Linked DNA regions of Capsicum annuum: region 2 is linked to region 1. Evidence: chromatin contacts called from public Hi-C data. All regions are on one chromosome and are shown on one strand. The core of a region is the stretch at or near the end of the contact, and the rest is flanking DNA. Distances in the headings are between cores, read along the strand shown. Region 1 overlaps LOC107870449 (ankyrin repeat domain-containing protein 54). Region 2 holds the start of LOC107870454 (pentatricopeptide repeat-containing protein At5g13770, chloroplastic).

Region 1 (4,302 bases), core at 665-3,164:
GTAAAATATTTAGGAAAATAGTGTTATATAATTCTTAAATTGCATGAAGTTACTATTTTCCAAAAAAAAATAAATCTTAAATTGCATGTATATAAAATGCGACGTTTGACTATGGTCCTTTGTCTTGAGCTGGGGATCTATCGGAAACAACCTCTCTACTTCTTCGGAGGTAGTGGTATGGACTGCGTACATTCTACCCCCAGACCCCGCTAAGTGGGAATATGCTGGGTTTGTTGTTGTTGTTGTTGTTGCATGTATATAAAATGTGAATTTCAGAAGCCTAAAGGCAAAATCCACACAAACTTCCAATAATTTCACGAATAGGTGGACAATTTTCCATTATGTTGTTTTTTTCTCAAAGTTGTGACTTCTCCATAAAGATAGCCCTTTTCCCTTGGCAATAATGACAACATAGTCACAATAGTGCAGCAGCTGGAGTTCCTACTTATGACATCAAGTTTTCTTGATCGTCGTAAGCCAAAAAATCAATGACCAGCTGGTTTAACAAATTCTGACCCCATCTTTCAAATATTTGAATTTTGAGACCCCGCCCTTTTGGGTGTCTATTCATTTGGATGGCAAGTCTGATACAGGCAAACCAACTGTCATAAGCTCGGTAGCTGCTACCTTGGTTGAGTTGAGTTGTATTAATTTCGAGTAACAGTGGTATCCAAGCAAAGCTTGTGCATGGGTCGGTTATTCCATTGGGTACCTTCTACCTCCCACCAGCGCAGGTACGGGTAATTCTGCCTACGAAAGTTTAGGCAGATGAGAAGAAATCACTTTACATTTTTTATATTTGTGGTTATCCTTAGTTTTCATCCACTTCAATAACCCGTGGGCCACATCTTGGATTTTGGTATAGTTGAATTAATATCTACCATACCTGAGGTAATAATTCTTGAACTACATATGTAACCAGAAATATTTGATTACTAATATGAAGAATTTTTTGTGGTCAGTTGAGTATCTGCTGAACCTTGAAGTCCTTAAGTTTTTTATTATATGTTCTGCCAACTAATAGATTTCCAACATGATATGCAGTCCTTATAAAAAAGAAAGGCTCCTAATATGGCATTCTGAACTAACTTCTTGCTTTGGCTATTTAATTTTTGCAGCACTTCATATGGCTTCAGCAAATGGGCATCGTAGCATCGTAGAATATCTTATTCGTAATGGAGCGGTGAGTCAACTGCCCCACTTATTTGCATTATAGATATCTGACATATTTACTGCCTGCTGGTTTACAGTCTTGTTGATATGATCTAACAGCCTATTTAACGACTAATCCTCAGTATCCTTTTCGCTGAAGAAAACTGTGTTGTACATACGAGTGCATTTCTGATTATTGGGCAAAAGTTTTTTTTTTGTAAACTTTTAATCGGACATCGGGGGCCTATCTGACTATCAAAATTTATTCTCTTTGCGGTGGATCTTTAACTTCTCTTATTCTTTGATATGATTAGATACACATTGAGTGATGAAACGTGATTTATCTAATTCTTGGTAACAGGATGTAAATGCTTCCAATGTGGAGAAAAATACACCTCTTCATTGGGCTTGCCTAAACGGACATATTGAGGTAAATTTGGCTTTAATCTTGGATTCAAGTCCCTAGCATCCTGTAACTGATATGACGGCTTGTCAGGTAGTGAAGAGCTTAATCCTTGCTGGTGCCAATGTCTCAGCCTTGAATAGGTGCTGTATTTTAACTTTACAGATTTGCAGATCAAGTATGTTTTTGCTGCTTCTGCTTGTGATTCTTCTCTTCCCTGAATTTTGTTTTTCTGTCGTTTTAGCCATGAGAGGACTCCAATCGACGAGGTTGTGACTAGGGGTAAAATGAACATCATCGATGCTATCAACGAGGCAGTAGCACGACTTGAACTCGCTGGCACAACGGTATCGTAAGAAAGTCAAATTTTATGGCACCATCTTGTGCATTTTTCATGCGAGGACGCAAAAGTCTTACTGGTGGTTACTATGTTCGATGTTTCCTAGTAACTTAAAATAGCCTCTTACAAGTATTATTAAAAATTTGAACTTCAATGTTATCTGATATCAGTTTGGTGACTGAGTTGACAATGGCTAATGATGCGTACTCCAATATGGACAGATTTTCTTTCATTAGTTTTGTAACTTAAAAGGTGGATCCTTGGCAAAGCAACTATTATTTGATTATGAGCTCTTGCACAATTTGTTCCTAATTCATGTCTCAGCAATTTAAACTTTTCCAGTTTCGTTTTGATCAAACAATGCTTCTGTATTATCTTAAGGGGTTGTTTGTAGAGTGCATTTGGAAAAAAAAAGGCGCGCATTAGCATTGAGTATTAATATGCATTAGCATAGTTAAGACTCAATTGACCTTTAAAACCTTTTCCACACAATTTCCACTATGTTTGTGGAGAGAATTTTTGTAGACAAATAATTTTTTAAAAGGTTATGCAGTGCATGTTATTTGTAATACGCTAAACCAAACAATATATAAGGATCTTAGCATAACTAATACTAACATTATTCATATTTAAAAGAAAACATTACTTGGGAGACCAACAAAATTCAACACGACTTATAGTTGTTTAAAGACACATCTGGAAACATCTAACCAACCTTTAGAGACACGGATTCATAATTTAAACTCGATGGATTCAGTTTTTCTATTCTCGCATTCATAAAACGCTGTTGACCTTCTCAGCTATGTACCTGAACAATACTAGTATACTCTCAAAGTTCTGCAATTTGCTTTCACTCATTAGGTTATGTATGTATCATTTGGACAACTTATTGAAATATAATACACGACAATACTAGTGATTTTAGAGGGATTGCAGAGTTCACTACATAAATTCGGGACAAAATTAATTGTTTTAATTCAGTACCAAATTAATTGTTTTTTTGGTGTTGGAGTAAAAGAGTTAACAAAGTATATAATATGATGATATGGGAAGAATAATCGTTTTACTTTCTTTTCGAGTTTGTGTTGTGAGAAAACATCCAGATCAGTTTAGCCCCTCTGTAAAACAATCATAAGGGACTGAATAACTTGAATGTACTCATATTCTTATTTTGGTTTGATTTAGAATTTAGAAAACCAAAAATCAAGAACCCAAAAAAATTTAATCGTACTTTTGTTTTACTACTTTGATATTCCTATAAAAATGTAAAAGGGGTGGCTATTTATAAACCAACAAACTTACTCCCTAAGGTTGTTATCAAATTGCACAAATAACTTTGGTCTTCAAATCCAAATTGAATAAGTAACTCTTGGTGTCCAAATTCAATTTGACTACTAACTATTATCTCTCATTAATGACATTTCACATACATATATATGTTACATGACATATATAACAAGTAGTAATATTAGGTTCAGAATAGAGTTTGAGGTTACCACTTTCTGTTAGAATTAATTACATTCAAACTTTCATTATAATTTAATTTATATGTTATTTTGGATATATATATATATATATATATATATATATATATTGGTTGATCAAAATATCCTTCATATATTGAACGACTCTTTTTAATTTGGACACGAGGAAACAGTTGTAATTATACACATTTAAGAGAACAAATTGTACTTCTCCGTCCCAAATTACCGGTCCCAAATTGAGATGACACATTAATTAAGAAAAATAATTAATAACATGATTAGTTTACCATAGTGCCCATATTAAATGATGTTTACATTTTAATTTGAAAAAAAAATAATTAATGCAAAGGGTAAAATAAAAAAAAATTTGTCTCTTCTTGATTAATGAAAAAGGATAAGTAAAATGAGAAATTAAATTAGAAAATTTGAAACGGAGGGAGTATTAGAGTAGAAATAAATATTTAATATGCAATTTTCACACATTCAATTGCTTTTTCCAAGAAAAGCTTCGTCTTGAAAGGAAACAAAAACCGGTCTTTATATCTTTTCAGTTGGAATCAAAAGAAAAACTCATATTTGTTTTTTGATATGAAATTATATAAGAGTAAGAAATAGAAACTAGAGGAAAGTTTTATATTGATCTTTTCTTATTCTCTGCACATTTTCATGCTTAACAAGAGAGGCTATTTATAGCCTAATTTACCTAATAAATTATTCAATTAGTGAAGAATTGGTCCACTTAAAAAGGAGAGCAAATGCATTCTGATTAGTTATCCATTTATAACAAAATAGATAGTGAGAGGGCATCCACTTTGCAACACTCCCCCTTAGATGACCATGTAAAGCAAAATTTCTTGAATACGCATTGGAGTGCTGCCTCATTAAAAATCTTACCAGGAAAAACCCAATGGGATAAAAACCTT
Region 2 (4,302 bases), core at 512-3,011, 120 kb after region 1:
CTTGCCCTGCTATATGCAGTAATAATACTTGTGTAACTTACTCTGTCTGGAAATATCTTCCTTCTCTTCATTTCCTTCCATATTTTCTCCACTTGTCTTAAGTTTAGAACTTTTCCATGAATGTCCAAGAGAGCATTGTACACCCAAACATTTGGTTGACAACCTCTTTCTTTCATTTTCGCTACAAGTTTCATTGCATCTTTTGGCCTTCCTGTTTTGCCATACATTGCAATCATGCTAGAGTAAGCAACCACACATTTGTCAAACCCCTTTTGCTCCATTTCAGAAAATATTGTTTCTGCATTAGAATACAATCCCAGCCTACAATACAAGTTTAATACTGAGGCATATGCTACTTGACCTGGTTCACAGCCTTGTGAAGTAAGGTCTTCATACACTTTAACAGCAGACCTTAGACCTCTTTTTTTAGAGAATCCATTCACAATTGCACAAAATATGCAGTCAGACACTCGGATTTTCACCCGAGTCATCGTTGCAACAACATCAAGAGTCTTTTCCATACATCCCTCTTCAATGTACATCAACACCAGTTTCAAGAACAAAGCTGGATCCCTCAGCATTCTCTTGCCTTCAGCTTCTTCTACTAGCTCCTCAGCCATGTTCACTTCTCGAATGCTCGCGAATCCACAGATAAGTATAGAATAAAATGAATGATCTTCTTGAATTCCCTTCTTGGTCATGTCTCTGAAATACTCCAAAGCCTCAAAAGCACGGCCGGATTTCCCTAACGACTCACAAAGATTCTTGTATATCTGAGCATAATGAGGTGTTGACTCTACTCTCTTGCTCTCAAATTCTTCGAAAATCGCCACAACTTTGTCACAATGCCCCAATTTCATATGTGCTTCCATGATACTATAATAACAACCGGGGTCTAATACAAGTCCTGCAGATCTCATTCTCTCATACAACACAACAGTGCTACTATACATATGCAACTTATTATACCCTTTCATAGCACAATCAAAAGCCAAAACAGATATTTCTTTATCAACTACTATAAACAATTCAAGAAAACTATTTACAATCTTGAATTTTCTTGCTTTCATACAACTACTAATCAATCTATAACATGTAGAGCTATCAGGTAACACTTTCAAATTTCTCAAATCTTTTGACAATGAAAAAATTGCACCCCATTTGTTTGAATTCACTAAATACCTGATAAGAAGCTTTAGTGTTGGTTTCTCAAGTCTAAAGTCTTTATTAACCTTTGCTTTCTCATAGTAATCATATCCAAGTACTTGAGTTTGAGGATCTTTAAGTAAACTGCATATTACACCATTCAAATCCTTTGAATCAGACAAACAAGTAGTAGTAGTAGTAGTAGTAGTACCATTTGTTGTAGTTGTTGTACTACTACTACTAAAATCTTGAATTTGTTCCAAGTCCAATTCTATAACTTGGGGATTGTTTGAGGGTGTTTTTGGTCTTTTTTTTTCTTCTAAGACAGGAGAAGAACAACTAGAGGATTTTGCAACTACTAGAGTACTTGTTGAATTCAAGAAAATGTTTGAAAGAAAAGGTAAAGTTTTACAAGAAAAGCAAATTTTTGGTTTCAAGATTCTGTTTTTACAGTTAATACATGGAGGAAATGACCAATCTGAAGAAGTGGTAAAAGCCATATTGATGAACAAAGAAAAATGGAAACTGAAAGAAGAGATGAATTTGAGATTTTTGTGTATTTTTTTGCATTATTGTTATGTATGTACGTAGGTTAGGAAAATGTAAAAACATTATCAGTTCAAGATTTTGCCATGCATGTGTCTTGTATTGACCACTTATCCTTTGACGCGTGTGTGGTTCTTAACTTTAGACTTATCAATGTAGATTTCAGCCACATATGTTTTTTGTCTGAGAAAAATTGAGAATCAAGCAGCAAAAAGTTGAACTTACTCAAAGTGGTCAAATTAAAGTTATAATAAATTTTTGGCAACTCATCAATTTCAATTTTTCAACTCATCTGTTTAAAACTACAAAATTAATAGACATTATCAAATCAATATCAGACAAATAAATTCAAATAGAAGGAGGGTAATATAACATAACATTAAAAAATATATATATAGGAAGAAGGGTCAAATATACCCTTGTATTATTAGAAATAGACAAATAATTTAAATATACCCCTTGTTATATTTTCAATCCAAATATATCCTTTTCGTAATACTTTAGGTTCAAAGATACTCTTATCCTATTAGACATAGTTTAAATGTGTTATACTTTCAATCCAATATACCATCCCAATATACTTTGGGACCAAATATAGCCCTCCTTTATATTTTTGATCCAAATATATCCTCATTGTACTTTTATGCTGATTCAACCTTGGACTATATTTGGACCCAAAGTATATAATGTGTATATTTGGACTTAAAATATAATGAGTAGTGTATTTAACCTATTTCTAATAGTAGCGACTAGCGAGGTATATTTCGTAAGAATCTAATCGTCAACTATGGTCTTATTGACAAATCCAGACCAAAGTAGCATGTATGACTAAAATACTACCAATCATTCTTGTGTGTGGAGATAGGAATAGTGCTGCTATAAAGCATATATCTGTAATCTTGTAGACTTGTAGAGAAGTACAGAATAAAACCATATGATTTGCACATTCATGTTTCTGTTTTATTTTGTATATGATTTGCACATTCATGTTTTCTGTTTTATTTTGTACGTGTATAGCTCAGCTTGTATCATGTAATCAGTAAAACAAAGTGTTGTGATATTTCAGTAACTAGAGAATTGGAGGATCAAAGTCACTCAAAACTTATCAGATAAATAAGTAAACATCTATTTTAGTTGGAATTTTTGTTCCTGGTTTTGTTTAATCTCCTGAGATCTCCTGTACTCAAAGTGGCATATTATCCAACTAGTTTCCTATTGGTATTAATCCAAACAAAAGTTGATTTGATACAGAACAAATTGACAATCTGAGTAACATTTCTTAATTTTTATGACATATAGAACAATTCTTACATAAGTATTTTGTTAAATTTTAAAAACTTCTGTATTTTCTGGTAGCTTTGCCGTAATCTTACATGGGCTTTATTTGTATAGGAGCCCATTGCTGCTGTTGCATTCTGTTCTTCATCTGTTCTTCGTTTGTGAAGGGAAGCCTTGGAGTAACTCGTAAAGTTGTTGTCATGTGACCAGAAGGTCGCGGGTTCAAGTCTTGGAAACAATCTCTTGCAACGCAAGGTAAGGCTGCGTATAAAAGACTCTTTTGGTTAGACCCTATACATAACCGGGAGCTTTAGACCACTGCGATATCGTTTTTTGTTACCTTTCTTTTGAGATTTAAGTCAACTTGCAGAGTCTGGCGTTCAACATTTCTTTGTTCTATGCATTTCTAAGAAATAATCAGTCTTTAACTACCTTGTATTTTATTCAAATTATTATTTTTCAGCAGATAATGCCTCCCACTTAGTACTGATCAGGACTTTATTAGGACCTTGTTCTCAGTTTAGTGGGCAAGTGGGCAACTAAGAAGCTATTATATTAATGTTGAGAAGGGTGTCACTTTGCTCTATAAAAACCAAAGCTCCTTTACTCAACTATGCAACACAAGTTTTAGGCAATAACTTGTTCCAAATCAAAATGAAAAACTTAGGGAAGTTGGGCCAATGGTCCTTTCTAACAGCTGCTTTGGCAATTCTCTTAGTAGCCAGCACTGTAGTTGCTGATTACTCTTATGAGTATACTTCTCCCTCACCTTCTCACAACTCTAAGAAGTACTACAAATCACCATCTCTATCCAAGTATCATGTACATACTCCATCACACTACTACTAAAAATCACCAGCACCTTCAAGGCACGCCTATTACAAGTCGCCATCAACAGTAAAATATTATAAGTCGCCCATTATAACAAAGTATTATAAGTCACATGCTCCTTCGAAATATTACTACAAAGCGCATGTTCCTTCAAAACATTACTACAAGTCACCATCTCCTTCAAAGCACTACTATAAGCCACCAGTTGCGACAAAGTATTACAAGTCACCTACTCCTTCAAAGCATTATTACAAGTGTCCCACTCCTTCAAAGTATTACTACAAGTCCCCAACTCTTTCAAAGAACTACTACAAGTTCCCATCATCTGCAAAGTACTACAAGTCGCCTACTTCGTCAATACACTATTATTACAAGTCCCCATCATCCGCAAAGTACTACAAGTCGCCTACTCCATCAATACACTATTACCTAACAAAATATTACAAATCACCCGCTCCATCAAAATACTACAAATCGACTTCACCAACAAAATATTACAAG

The links. Hi-C and Micro-C count contacts between places; a contact is called where the count stands out from the background.
Region 2: a Hi-C map of leaf shows a contact between it and region 1, with 1.8 times the contacts expected there. The contact joins the promoter of LOC107870454 here to the enhancer-like site in region 1. A contact is called at or near these places in 2 of 5 Hi-C or Micro-C datasets (leaf and placenta).

The regions. Positions count from the first base shown.
Region 1 is chr5:23,862,742-23,867,043 of UCD10Xv1.1, forward strand. LOC107870449 (ankyrin repeat domain-containing protein 54) reads left to right here. Exons shown (of 7, transcript XM_016716982.2): 4 at 1,119-1,183; 5 at 1,514-1,582; 6 at 1,649-1,698; 7 at 1,800-2,207. The coding sequence ends at 1,911. Among protein-coding and RNA genes, the nearest start is that of LOC107870449, 7.7 kb to the left of the region's middle. Within about 2 kb of position 1,915, at least 2 of the 5 cell types and tissues checked have an H3K27ac peak or open chromatin away from gene starts, as enhancers often do. A contact at or near this core is called in leaf, where this site is marked.
Region 2 is chr5:23,987,686-23,991,987 of UCD10Xv1.1, forward strand. LOC107870454 (pentatricopeptide repeat-containing protein At5g13770, chloroplastic) reads right to left here and starts at 1,762. Exons shown (of 1, transcript XM_016716988.2): 1 at 1-1,762. The coding sequence starts at 1,646. It also overlaps the pseudogene LOC107871673.